Linked DNA regions of Danio rerio: region 1 is linked to region 2. A link is a contact called in public Hi-C data. All regions are on one chromosome and are shown on one strand. The core of a region is the stretch at or near the end of the contact, and the rest is flanking DNA. Distances in the headings are between cores, read along the strand shown. Region 1 holds the start of wdr3 (WD repeat domain 3). Region 2 holds the start of man1a2 (mannosidase, alpha, class 1A, member 2).

Evidence for each region. A called contact is a pair of places that touch in the nucleus more often than the background predicts.
Region 1: a Hi-C map of hematopoietic stem cells shows a contact between it and region 2, with 4 times the contacts expected there. The contact joins the promoter of wdr3 here to the promoter of man1a2 in region 2. A contact is called at or near these places in 9 of 18 Hi-C or Micro-C datasets (caudal fin, embryo, fibroblasts and 3 more) and 2 of 4 datasets of contacts at active chromatin or transcription factors (embryo and pancreas).

Annotation. Positions count from the first base shown.
Region 1 is chr9:22,465,720-22,472,488 of GRCz12tu, forward strand. wdr3 (WD repeat domain 3) reads left to right here and starts at 3,385. Exons shown (of 27, transcript NM_198873.1): 1 at 3,385-3,480; 2 at 5,553-5,728; 3 at 5,824-6,033; 4 at 6,120-6,238. The coding sequence starts at 5,555. It overlaps gdap2 (ganglioside induced differentiation associated protein 2), which reads right to left and starts at 2,916. Exons shown (of 14, transcript NM_001004563.1): 1 at 2,743-2,916; 2 at 26-256. The coding sequence starts at 234. All of the region lies in intron 2 of LOC141376109 (a long non-coding RNA gene), which reads right to left.
Region 2 is chr9:22,162,557-22,169,734 of GRCz12tu, forward strand. It overlaps man1a2 (mannosidase, alpha, class 1A, member 2), which reads left to right and starts at 3,341. Exons shown (of 14, transcript NM_001256622.1): 1 at 3,341-3,552; 2 at 6,956-7,178. The coding sequence starts at 7,117. All of the region lies in intron 2 of LOC141376109 (a long non-coding RNA gene), which reads right to left.

The sequences.
Region 1 (6,769 bases), core at 2,135-4,634, 300 kb after region 2:
CAAAAATGTTTAGCATGTCACTTACAATAGTACAATCTTGTTGTTAATGTCCTGTCTGAAAGTAAACGGTGAGTTAACAGAGTTGAGCTGATTGGTCAAGTTGTCCTCTTCTTCCTCCTCCTCCTCCTCATAGTGGTTTTCTCCATCCAGCTCGTCCTGGACTCCCTGAGGCTGGTCCCATGTGGGCAGGTTCAGAACCTCCACAAACTGGGAACGGGCTCCCAAGGGATCCATTGTGCAAATTTGCTGTCTGATTCTGAAGTGAAAAGACACAGAGAAGCATTTTCTTTACTTACAAAGAGACTGTAGAATGACCTGAGGCATGCTAGCGCATTAATTTAATCGTACACACACAAATGCCTGATTCAACTGAAACATATACGTGGAAGACTACGATAACAGACTTCTGTAAATCTCAAGCACACAATTAATGCGTATAATTATTAACAACGTAATGGAAATATTGATTTTACACTTTAATTTAATTAAGAGTTGATTTTGTGATGTTTAATTAATTATAAATAATTTTCCCACATTTTTCGAGTGCCCTGGACTGATTTTTGCTGTTTATTGTGAGGAATTTCTTACCCAAAGAGCACCAATGCATTATTTAAGCTGCCCCTGGGCTCTTTTAGTCTGTTTTTGGAATTATAAATCTTATTTTAAAGGAACTTTATTAAAAAAATATTAATTTGACCTTTTAAATTTGAAGTTGTAAACAATGAAGCAATATGCTTCTTAGAGAACACTTGACAATTCTCAGTTTCTATGGATTTACTGGTCATTTTAGGTGTGGGTTTGTGTAAACTACTAATATTTGTTTTATTATAAAATCTGATCTGGTCATAATATCAATTGTTTTAACTTATTGGGATAAAAAAGAAGGTATAATGCACCAAATATTGCTTGCTTTCTCTTCTTCAGTTAAAACACAGACATGTTCTCTAACAATTAATAAAAAGATATCCAAAACATGGCACCTTTTCATATTTATATTTTACCTATTTATATTTCACACAAAAAAAAATCTCTCAAAACATATTTCATGTTCGTTTAAGATTTTGGAGAATTATCATTCATAGAAAAAACCCACAAATCTTATACCTAGAGAAAATGATAGATGACAAAGCGCACATAAAAATGAAATTTTCCCTTTAAAACAACTGATTGATTAGCAAGAAAAATATCTTCATTTTAACTGAAGTAATGTGGATTGCTGTGAAGCTCGCTGAATATGCTTTTTATATACATCGAATTTGATAGAAAACCTTCATTTCACTTTGACTGATCTAACGGAGTGATATACATATTGAATGGCGAGCACATGATATGGAAATGATTACATCTCTATTAATCTTTAAAAATTTCCCAATAGAACAAATTTTGACTAACAGATTAAGTATAGTTTAAAACCTTTTAACACGTACATATATACTAGGACTGCACTATATATATATATATATATATATATATATATATATATATATATATATATATATATATATATATATATATATATATAATTTCAGCATTGATACCACAATGTGTGCATTCGCAAGAGTCAGCATCTGTTATAGTTGGTCAGCAATGAAGAAGAGAAGCAGTTTTAAAATGAAGTGACACGACATCTGATGTACAGATGCCACTGGCACATGTAACTGCTGCTGATGAAGAATGTACAGTGTTTACATTTTAAATTACATTTGATTACTCAATAAGGACAGGACAAAGTAGAGATATACATGAGGTGGTGCATCTCGTAATGGCGGATCGAACACATAACAATGAAAAAATATATGTGCTGTTAATAAAAGAAATACATCTTAAAAGTTTTTAATGCATTTTCCACCAATTTATTACAAATGGCATGATATATTGTGGATGGTTTTCTTGTGATATATCACAGATATCGTGATTTATCATTATCATGGGCAAAATATCATGATAATATCGTATTGTAGCTGAATATCTGACTAATGTTTTTACTTTCATCTTTACTCTCTTACTTATTTGTGCAATTTATTTCATTCACTCTTTACCGAGATGACTCCAATTAAAGTTAATGATTTTATTCCAGGTAGAGTTAATCAAATCATTGAATCTAAGCTAAAATTGCATTCATATTACAGTATAAATCTCAGCAAAATAAAGTAATTGCAATGTTAGATTTTTTCAATGCCGTGCAGCCCTAATATATACACATACATACATTTTAAATGCTTATATTCAAAGTGCTTATTGTGTTATACTGTCTTAAAAAAACAAACAAACAAACAAAAAAACATTACATATGTTTAAAATGTATTCTTCAGATTATAAAGTATGTTATAAAAACTCCAGCAACAACTCCTGTGTCTGGCCAGCATGATCTGCATAAGTGTGAGAAGTGCAGTGTTCATAAACATAATTGACTTTGAGGCACAACAGAGAGGCTCTATCAGTACACACAGACAGACACACACAGGAGTCCAGGAACAGATAAGATATTCAGCAGCATTGAGGCGCATGTGTAAAGGTCGACTCAAATTAGATTTCATCATCAACATCAACAAAGTATAGGCTCGATCAAACATATAAACGTCCAGTCTCCATGTTCATTAGCACCAATAATAATACACTGCGTTGAGGAGGACGAAAGGGAAAATAACACCTCGTATTAATTCCAAATATAACAACTATAAAAGTGAAACTGCAACCAACGTAAAGCACCACAACTACTCATCACAATGTCCAGCCACCTACCAGATGATGCAGATATTCAGTCCAATCTCCTGGAAAAACAAAACCGCGTTAGCTCAAATCCATGCACGGACGAAAGAGTCAGAAGCCACTGTCAACGTCCTCTCTCTCCTTCCGCTTTTAAATAGACCATTGTTAAAATGTGATTTTTACTGGTTGTGGTCAACACATCGTGCGTGCAACATTCAGCGAGTTTCCTGATCAGCTGATTCACGAGAACAAAAATCATCACTTCCGGGATTGCGGCAGGGAGTGTGGATGTGTTGTCAATCCGTGTCGAAAACGCACAGACGTGTTCAAAAATGTAATCACAGATTTTAATAGACGTTCTACGTTCAATGAGAATTGCAAAATAAGTACAATAAAAAATAACGAATATATAACTTAAATACATGTTTTATTTGCGAGCACATTTGGCCTCAGGCACAACATTGTGACTTCATAGACCTAAGTAATCAATAACATGAGCGTAAATCACAAGAAGAACACATACACAAACCACACACGCAAAGGAAATAATAAGGACGGAATAAATAATATATTAGTCGCACAAATATTCATAAAACGGTAAATATGCTAAATGTTTTGTTTAGTTTCATCGTTGTGCTGCTCGGTAATCTACTACGTCTGCCTTTACAGGATGTCACACATGCGACTGGAAAGCATGTCGGAGTTCTCCCCATCCACTGAAGAAATACTTTCATAAGGACTGCAAATACAAAAGTCGTCTAATTCACAAAAGTATGTAAATACGTTTTTTTAATACACAGTGGTCATTATGAACTGTAAGATAGTGTAAAAGTTTACATATTCGCATTTATATGCGATTAAAAGAGCTGCCTTAGCTCAAAGCGTGGCGTCAGGAGTAACTTATAGCTTCAGTTAATGGCCTATTTAAAGAATAAATTTACGTTGTAACTGGCTATAGCTTTTATATATGTTCATGAGAACCATTTTGTTTGCAGCCGAATAACTAAAACGCGTCACAACAACAGATCTGCTGTAACTTTTATTATAACTTTATGCCAAATTTTAATGTGCCACATACCTTATTATATTTAAATTAGTGCTAATATTTAATACGTAATATGTTAGGTGCAAGTTCTGACAAAACGTAACGTAATACACTACTATACACTAATGCAATTTAATGTAATATATGATGATTAGTATAAGACTGATAGGTGGACTGTTATTATGTTTGCATAGAAGAGTTTGAAGCAACAAAACAGCAGGCTAGCATCTAAAGTTAAAGTTATCATAAGTGCAAGTAATCGAGTAGTACAAATGAAAGTACAGGTAAATATACAGTAGTCAACAATTGAAGCAGATCAGTTTTTTCTAAATTGTCCTGAGACAGGAATGGTTGTTCAATAGTTTTTAGGACAACTTTGATAAAAGGTTTTGATTCACAAACATCTGCTACACATATTATGATTTTAAGAAAATATTATTGTAATTTAAAAAAATGTGTAATATTTATCAGGAAATCTTTTTTTTTTTTGACATTTCATGAACCCCTGAAGGGGGGCATTCTAAAACGCTTAACATGAAAAAAGCTTAACGTGGCTTAATGTACCTAAACCTTAACCAGAGAAATCCAAATTACTTTCAAATTGTAAGTGTAATTAACCCCAACTACTAAACTAATTAAAAAAGAATGAGTCCCAATTCTATAGATAAAGTGAAAAACAGCACATTAAGCGTTTCCTCCCCCATTGAAGTCTATTTTAAGGAAAGAGCTAAAGGTGGCTTAATGTACCTTAACAACAATTAGAGAAAATCAAATTTCTGTCAAATTTTACTCAAGACACTTTCTGATGTCAAAAATTTAGCTTTAATTTTAGTGAGGGAAAGTTTTCACGTTATGCCTTTTAATTCCATTATAAGCAAACAGGCTTAATATACCTTAACACAGAGCAAGAAACCCAAATTTATGTCAAACTTTACTTGTGATTACCACTAACTCTTGTCAAAAGAGCAGGCTTTAATTCCATAGATAAAATGAACAATATCACATTAAGTGTTTCTCCCCCATTGAAGTCTATAATAAGGAAAGGCTTAACATAACTTTACAGCAACCAAGGGAAACCATTTGTTAAAAAGAGTGTTTAAAAATCAAAATTAGTGTTAATCACAAGTAACATTTGATAGAAATGTGATTTTCCCCCCACTTGTTGTTAAGATACATTAAGCCAAGTTAAGCTTTTTCCTAATAATAAACTTCAATAGGGGAGAAAACACTTAGGGCAATGTTTTTGACTTTATCTATGGAATTGGGACTCGTTGTTTTTACAGTAGTTGGAGTTAATTGTGAGTACAATTTGACAGAAATTTGTGTTTCTCTGCTTCATGTTTAGGTACATTAAGCCACATCAAGCTTTTTTCATGTTAAGAGTTTTAGAATGACCCAATTGAGGTAAAGTTGGTTTTATATTCACACACTCGGACTTTCTCTTTAATAATATAATTTCAGAAAAGTATTCTTTGCCATTTCTAAATAGTCAAAACATATTAGTAGCCAATGGCTATCAAAGTACAACACTGCTCACAGTCAGTTAAATAGTGCTAATATTGTTTTGAAGTAATGTTTACATCTGATTTCGGACCAAATATTCAAAGTATCATGGTAAACACTATAAGGAGCAAGTCACAAGTTTTCATTGAACAAATATGTGAATATAAAACCAACTTTACCTCAGTCATTTATCCTACCATGTTAAAAGCATGTTGTAGTGCAGCTTTATGCAGATAACCAATTGTGCTCAGTTTAGAAAATTAAAGGAGTAATGTGTTGTTTATGTGTTCTCCAGCCATGGGTTTAACTAAGCAGTACCTGCGCTATGTGGCGAGTGCTGTATTTGGAGTGATCGGCAGTCAGAAAGCCAATATCGCCTTTGTGACCCTCAGGGGTGGAGAGAAGGGTCGATATGTTGCAGTGGGGGCTTGTGAACATGTTTTCATATGGGATGTCCGCAAGGCTGAGAAGGTATTTGTTTAGAATGTTTTAGAAGATCATTTATTGAACTACAGTATAATTTTATAGAAATGTATCACTGATTTTCTCATCTATTCATTTCGCAGGTTCTCATACTTGAAGGTAAAAAGCATGAAGTGACGTATCTGTGCCCCTCTCCTGATGGTGTGCATATAGCTGTTGGTTATGAGGATGGAGGTGTGCGAATCTTCAGTTTGCTGAACGGTGAAAGCAACGTCTCCTTCAGTGGACACAAATCAGCCGTTTCAGTCATCAAATACGATGCTCTGGGAGCTCGTCTTGTCACTGGCTCAAGAGTAAGACCTCAGTTCATATTAGAATTCATTCATTTTTTTTAATACAGATTTTCTTTTTAGCTTGAACTAAACTTGTTGTGTTTCAGGACACAGATGTGATTGTGTGGGATGTCATCAATGAGTGCGGTCTGTACAGACTTAAAGGACACAAAGATGCCATCACACAAGTTTTGTTCTTGGAAAGTAAAAACCTGCTGATTACAAGGTAAAGCAGACTTCAAGTTTTATATAGAAATAGAATTTTTAGACAGATTTTAGATCCGAACTTGACAAAAGTTTGTCAAAGATATCAATGCACATCAATAAAACATTTAATCAGAGAGTACATTTATCAAAGTATATTCAATACCTTTTAAGACCTTTTTAAAGACTCTTTCCATACATTTTAGGACCTTATAACCACTTTTCAACCAGAAAACACTGTTGAGATTTTAACTTACAGTATATTTACTAAATATTAATGTAAGAAACTAGTCCAAAACTAAAACATTATTCATATACTGAATAAAAATCTAGCCAATTCAGCAGTTTGGCGGCTATAGAACTGCAGAAATAATGGTGTTGCCTTACTGCAGTGAACAAAGCAGCTTGTCAAATCTAGCAAGATAATACTGATTTTGTAAACTACACAGCATCAAGAATTAATTCAGGCAAACTTTAGCATACAACCATACATTGCATAAACAAAAAGACTTTTAAAAACTTTTTCAAGGCCTTAAATTTCTCTACATTGATT
Region 2 (7,178 bases), core at 2,091-4,590:
AATGGACTGCTATGCAAACATTAGGATGGAAATGCAATTGTGCTTGTGTTATGAGTATTTTCAAAACAATAGTGATGTTGTTTATTGTTTCCTTCCAATCAGAGGCAAACACTCAAGTGTTTAACCTTAACCGTTTCAATCTGCTTGGTTTTATTTTATTCAGGTGATTAATTATATTGTCCAATAAAAGTTTTTAACTATCGTTCAATTAGTTTAACCTAGATATCTTCACAGATACATCTGTCACTGTAACCCACTCCTGCATAATGGGAGAGAGCTGTATCGCCTCATTAACTGGAATGTCAGATACAGTCACCCTTATCTACATTTATTGGTGACAGGATATGCAATTGACAGCCGCATTGGTCCAGCGGAACCAATCAACTCGCCCTTGCCTGGACTTCTCAAGGTTAAAGCTGCATCCCATTCATTTATTTAAACTGTCATCGTCCACCATTCTTCAGTTCAAAGGCCCAGAACACATCCTGACTCATTATGCAGTCCCACTGGAGGATGGTCTCACCTCTACTGCTCTTAAAGTAACAGATAAACCTTTCAATCCCAGTATCTTTGTCCTCTTTTTTTATCTTCAGAGAATTGTAGTGAATTATTTTCTCCTAAACCAGTCTTTTTTGTTGTTGTTTTCTATGGTCTGAGGTTTAAGGGCGATTCTTCTTTTTGCCAGTGATCCGTGTCGTATTCTCAGAGCAAACTGAGAAACTCAGCAGAGCGAAACTCTTTTTTTTTCTGACACTGACTTCTGTCAGGGTGTCAAATGTGTGCCTCTTAAACTGACTGACAGCAGATCCAGTCTCTTGGCCTCTGCGTTCGTCAGTATGACTCACACATGATTTTTTTGCCTTCAACAGCATTGACACTCGCTGTGAGTTAGTCTGGTAAATCAGGCTTAAATCAAGAGAAAGGAACTGTACCCTTATGGCAGCTCAAGGACTGAGTCACAGGCTGATCTAAATGGCCTCATTTTTCGTCTGCTCAGCAGAATGTGAACATGATGGATCCGTGATGCATATGGGTGCGAACAGTTTTACATCCAACCTCAATATTGTGTCTGCTATAGTAAGATTAAACATATATTTGATTGTATGTAAATGTATTCATTTATTCCTTTTCCTGTCGGCTTAGTCCCTTTATTAATCCGGGGTCACCACACTGCAATGAAACACCAACTTATCCAGCATATGTTTTACGCAGCAGATACCCTTCCAAATGAAACCATCACTGGGAAACACACACGATGCACTCATTCACACTCATACACTATGGACAATTTAGCTTACCCAATTCACCTGTACTGCATGTCTTTGGACTTATGGGGGAAATGGGAGCACTCAGAGGAAACCCACATGAACGTGGGGAGAACATTCAAACTCCACAGAAATGGCAACTGACCCAGCTGAGGCTTGAACCAGCGACTTTCTTGCTGTGAAGTGACATCGCTACTCACTGCGCCACTGCTCCGCTCTTGTATGTAATTCATTTCAAAAATTGTGTCCTCTAAAGTTTGAGATATTTAATTATATGCAAATCATTTCTTTTGAGGTTAGCATATCTTTGAACATGTAAGTACTCAAGATTGTCTCATCTGCAGTTTAACATGCATTTGATTTGATATAAACCATAACTACTGTCAAACTTTTTGCATATATTTGAAGTTCAGATGCAAAAACTTCTATGTGCCGTATGAAATTTCCATCACAAATGAATGCTTTTCTAAGCCTCCTTTGTTTATGTTGAGATATTTTACTTTAAAGAGCAGGAAAATGACTTATTTTTGCTGTAAAAGTGTCATTACTAAACACACACAGGAGACTGATAAAAAATACTAATTTTAGGAAAATTTCAATGGCATTTAGAGGTTTTTGCATTTAAACTCTTAATTTCATTGTTTGTAAATCATTCCAAAATAATCATCTTCAAAATGTTTTTGTAATTGTAATGAATGTAATAATGATCATTGCTTATTGTTAATAATTAGCAATATACAGTAATAAATAAGTAATAATAAAGTAATAAGTAATATACAATAATATGGCTATTATTGCTGAAAAAAATTGAATTACATAACAAATTATCTAATTACAAATAAAATATTTTTTATGAAATATTTTTAGAAGATTGTATCCACTAACATTTAATATATTTGAATGCATGTAAATTTTTTTGTTCTAAATAAAAATGATTACTTGTGCAAAATAGTAAAGTTTAGAATATCCAGTTAATAAGTAATTAAAATAATTAAAATGACATTTTATTATTTATTTGTATTTTTCAACCCAAATTACTTATTAAAATAGTTATGCAATTAATAAACATTGTATCTTTTAAGAGTTAAAAAAAGACTTTTACTTAACTAAGCTTAATACACTTTTTTTGTCCCCAAATTGTTGGGGTAACGCATTACAAGTAACATTAGTTTTGTAATGATACTATTTAAAATAACTAGTAAAGTAACGCATTACATTTAAAAAATAAGCCATATTATTTGAGTTAGCTTATTCTTTTTAAATGTATAGCAAGTTACTTTAGTTTAATTAATTAGCTTAAAAATTAATTGCTAAGCTAAAATTAAAATAGTCACAATGAATCATGCAGTCAATAAGAGAATGTGTTTATTCATTTGAACATATCGAAGAAAAGGAAAAGGGGCTCGTCTCAATGCACAGTGATTTTACTTAAGACAATGGTTCAAAAGTAGCAATAACATTGCTTAATTTTTATGTGTTTTTTAAAGTTAAATGTAGGTGTAGGTTATACAGTGCCTTGTTCATTGCAGACCTCCTCTATAAAAAAAGAAATAAAAAGTTGTGAAAGAAACCAAGCCTCAGCCAGATAATAAAAAAGTAACGCAAAAGTTAAAAGTAACGTAATGCCTTAGTTACCATAAAAAATTACTAAGTAACTTAGCTAGGGAGTAACTTAATATTGTAATGCATCACTTTCAAAAGTAACTTTCCCCAATGATGAAAGTTTGTCTTGAATTTTGGGGCCACATTTGCACACACTGAACAATACAAACAACGCAACTCAACACAAACATTATAGAAGAAATTACATATTTAAAAAGTCTAATTAATATAGGTAAAAACAGACCATTTAAAATTAGGCTGCCCAAAATGAAAATACTATTTGTTACGTCCATATTAGGAGCACTGAAAAAATGACTACTCTATGCTACTATAAATACCGTCTTTACTGTCCATAATTAACCACCATTGATTTTGCGTTGCCTTGCGATGCTCGTCATTGCGCGACGCTCCCCGGCTTCAGCACCGCGCGGCCGCTGACTGGATGTTGGTAGGAGCGGGAGGAGGAGGAGTAGCTGTTGCAGTAACAACATCCTGGATATTGGAGGCTGGCGGCGCACACAGCTACAGAAATAAAGGAGGAACGAAGACATAACGGAGGCGGTGGTACTCATCGCGAATGCTTCACTGTACAGAAACAGGGACATGAACGTGAACTTGGCAACTTTTGGGCGTTAATGGTGGATTTACGGTGTATGGCGCCGATTTATCCCGCGGCACCGACAAGGTGATGCAGCAGCGGCAGGACGGGATCAGTCCGCTACACGGCTGCCTGCTGAATGCCTTTACTGGAGGAAAAAAGGCGCAGCACACGTCCAGCGCAGGCCGGCTTGAGCTTTTATTAAAATAGGGCATTATGTAGAGGGGATTACCCAAGGTTTACGATACACCCGTGGTTTACTTGTGTTATTGTATCGGCTCTTGATATCGCTCTCCGCTTCAGATACGCTGCCACGGCATCAAGCGGACCAGGCCTATGCTGTGCTGAACCTCCGTCCGCGACACTGATATTTTCCGCTGTACGCGCGTGATGTGACGGCAACTTTTATCGTTTACGCCAATAACGGAAGCTCGTGGTGATTAAGTCTTGTGATTGGTATCCGGTCGGCCAGATTTTGTTATGTTTACTTGGGTTGCGATACTGTTTTGTGTATTCTGACTGCCAGTCCCTTATCGATAGCATATCGTTGTTTTTGCTAGTTTAAGATAAATATTTCGTTTAACGGGCGGTGAGGGCGGACTGGCCGTTTATCGTAAGATAACGATTCGACCCAGCCCGCCTTGACACCGAGAAGCGTTTGGATCAAAGCGAGGATCATGGATCAGAATGATAAAAAGACCCTCACGGTATGTGCTCACATTTGTTTCTTCAATATACCCGTGAAAAATATTGCGTGATGTTCAACATCACCCCGGTGTTTGAGCGTGAAACGCCTGGTGAGACGCTGTAATCAAGCGCAAACACTTGTACAGGTGTCACATTGTCATGCTTAAAGCTGCAAGTGTGCCTGATACTAGACAGTCTGTGCCGAATGATGTATTTCTGCTTCATGCTCGTTCATATTCTTGATGTTTTCATATTCAAAACGGGTCATAAGAATTCACACATGTGGTGCTTCGACTTAAGTGTACCTGTGGTTCCAACAAGATCATTTAAAAAAAATTATTTACGTCAGATTAGACGTCTTTAAACGATCTGAAAGTCTAAACAAAAAAAAAAAAAAAAACATCAGTGTTTTATGGAAAATCTTCCAAAAATGAGGTTTTAGCTTTTAAATTACTTGCCTTTATGCCACCCCAAGGTGTTGGTGGCTTTTTGTCTCTAACAGAACATTATCATTTTTTTTCCCAGCAAAAATCATATGCCTTGCGTATTAATAAAAGGCTAGCCACAGTTATTATTATTATTTGGTCGTAAGCCATTGGCTTTACATTTTAAGGACCATGATGTCAGCAAAATATAATATAATATAATATAATATAATATAATATAATATAATAGTTATGCCTTCTAAGATTTCTCCATTAATACCTGAAGTTACCACACAATATCACACGGCAAGTTTGCTGCACAGTAATGCACATACTTAAAACATTATTAATATTTAGGGCCAGACCGAATCTGTTTACAATTTTTTTTTTTTGCTATTTCTGTGCAGAATTGTGTAAAATCTGTGGATTTATGCAGAATACTTTTGGTAGTAACTAAAAACTTAATTTATTCTTTTTTTTGGCTTAGTTCTTTTATTATTATTAATGTGGGGTCGCCACAGCAGAATAATCTGCCAACTGACCCAGCATATGTTTTTTTACGCAGTGGATACCCTTCCAGCTGCAACCCATCACTGGGAAACATTCATACACACTCATTCACGCACATACACTATGGGTAATTTAGCTTCCCAATTCACCTATAACACATGTCTTTGGACTTTGCAAACATGAGGAGAACATGCAAACTCCACACAGAAATGCCAACCTACCCAGCTGAGGCTCAGATCAGTGATCTTCTTGCTTTGAGGCGACAGCACTACCCATTGTGCCATTGTGTCTAAAACTAAATACATGAAATGAAAAATAAAACCTTTTTAACTTTTATTTAATGTTCACACAATTAGATCCACTTATTTGGTAAACAAAGCAGGTCTATCATATATCTGCTTAATGACAGAAAATATTACTTTACAAACTGTATTGTAAATATATCATATGAACATTGTCATATTAGTCAATAATATTACTGCAATTAATAAAAAAAACTGAATAAATATAGATTTACACAAATAAATAAATAGACTCAATGTTTGGCTAAAATCTGCAGATTTCTGCGCACGCAAATTCCGTGTGCGCCTGTATTCAGTAAAACAGCACAAATATGGGAGTGTTATTTAATTTAACAATTATACTTTTTATTCTTCTTTTACTTCCTCTAACAAAAATAGGCGTATGCATAGTTTTATTCGCCAAGCTAAAAGCTACACGTGTTCCTCTGTCTTAGTGAGTGAATTAAGAAGTGTGTGCAGATTAATTTCTCATGAAACAGAGAAAAGTAACTAGATGACCAAAGTGTGAATTACACTGAAGTGATGCATCAGATCTTGTAGTCTACATTTAACAGTTGTGAAGACATTTTCAAATCAGATGTTACATCTACATGACAGAATGTGGTATATTGACTTAGTTTTTTGCTCACTAGTGAGTGAAATGTTAGATTAATGCAATGTCAAATAGTGCTAGCGTGCAACTTGTACTAATTTTTTTTACTACTATTGCTGCTTTCAAGGACATTTTGGAAATCTGCTATTTGTTATTCCAACATTAGAGTCAGAAACGTTTGTAATCAGCCTAAAAACCTAAAGAATTACTGTGTATTATAAACAAAATACCCATAAAACTACATCTGAATTTAAAAATTTCACCTACACCGTATACATGACATATAGAGTAGAACAAATAAAGGTGACACTTCATTTTGATGGTCCATTTGTGTATTAGTAGGCTGTCTGCTTAATATCTGTTGATATGCTCCTTCATCAGACATTTAACAGACTAAAAGAAACTTTGCAAGTAAATGTAAAAATAACCCTAACAGTCTTCTTATAATCTAATAAGATTGAGTTGGCATGTAGATGCAATGTAACTCAATGTAAATTCAACAAACGGACCATCAAAATAAAGTTTGACCCAAATAAATGTTGTAAATGAAACATTAATTGATTTATCTCCACCATATTATATCATATATATGATATAGATCAGTTTTCAGCTATTTTCGAACCGTCACCCACTTTTAACATTACTCTCTCTGCATCTTATCTTAAATTTCAAGTTTCCCCATTTATTTTGCTCAGTCATTTGTGTTCTCAGAACTCTTAATTACAATATTTCCATCTCCACTTCAAGCATACTTGTACATTTCAAAACCATAAGACCAAATTACTACTAATCACACAAGTAACCGAGGAATCAAATTAGAGAACCTGAGCTACCTGTGATAGCATTTAGATTCATGCTTTTTCTGCTTCTTAACATAATTACCATGGAAACTGAAGTTGATTTTTAATGCAAGTATGTCTGAATGTCTCACGATGATAGCCATCGTCTAAAAAAATGTGTGTCTTTGTTTTCAGAGCAAGTGGAAGCATCTGTGATCTACAGGACACAACTCTTTATTTCTATGAGATAAGCAGACGTTCGGGAGTAACGCTTCCACCGCAATGAGATAATAGTGTGGCTTGCGCGAAAACAGCCTTGACCCTTATCCCTCCATATTCCAGTCGATCATCAAAATATGACCACGCCGGCTCTCTTGCCGCTCTCGGGACGTAGGATACCTACTCTCTCGCCAGGTGC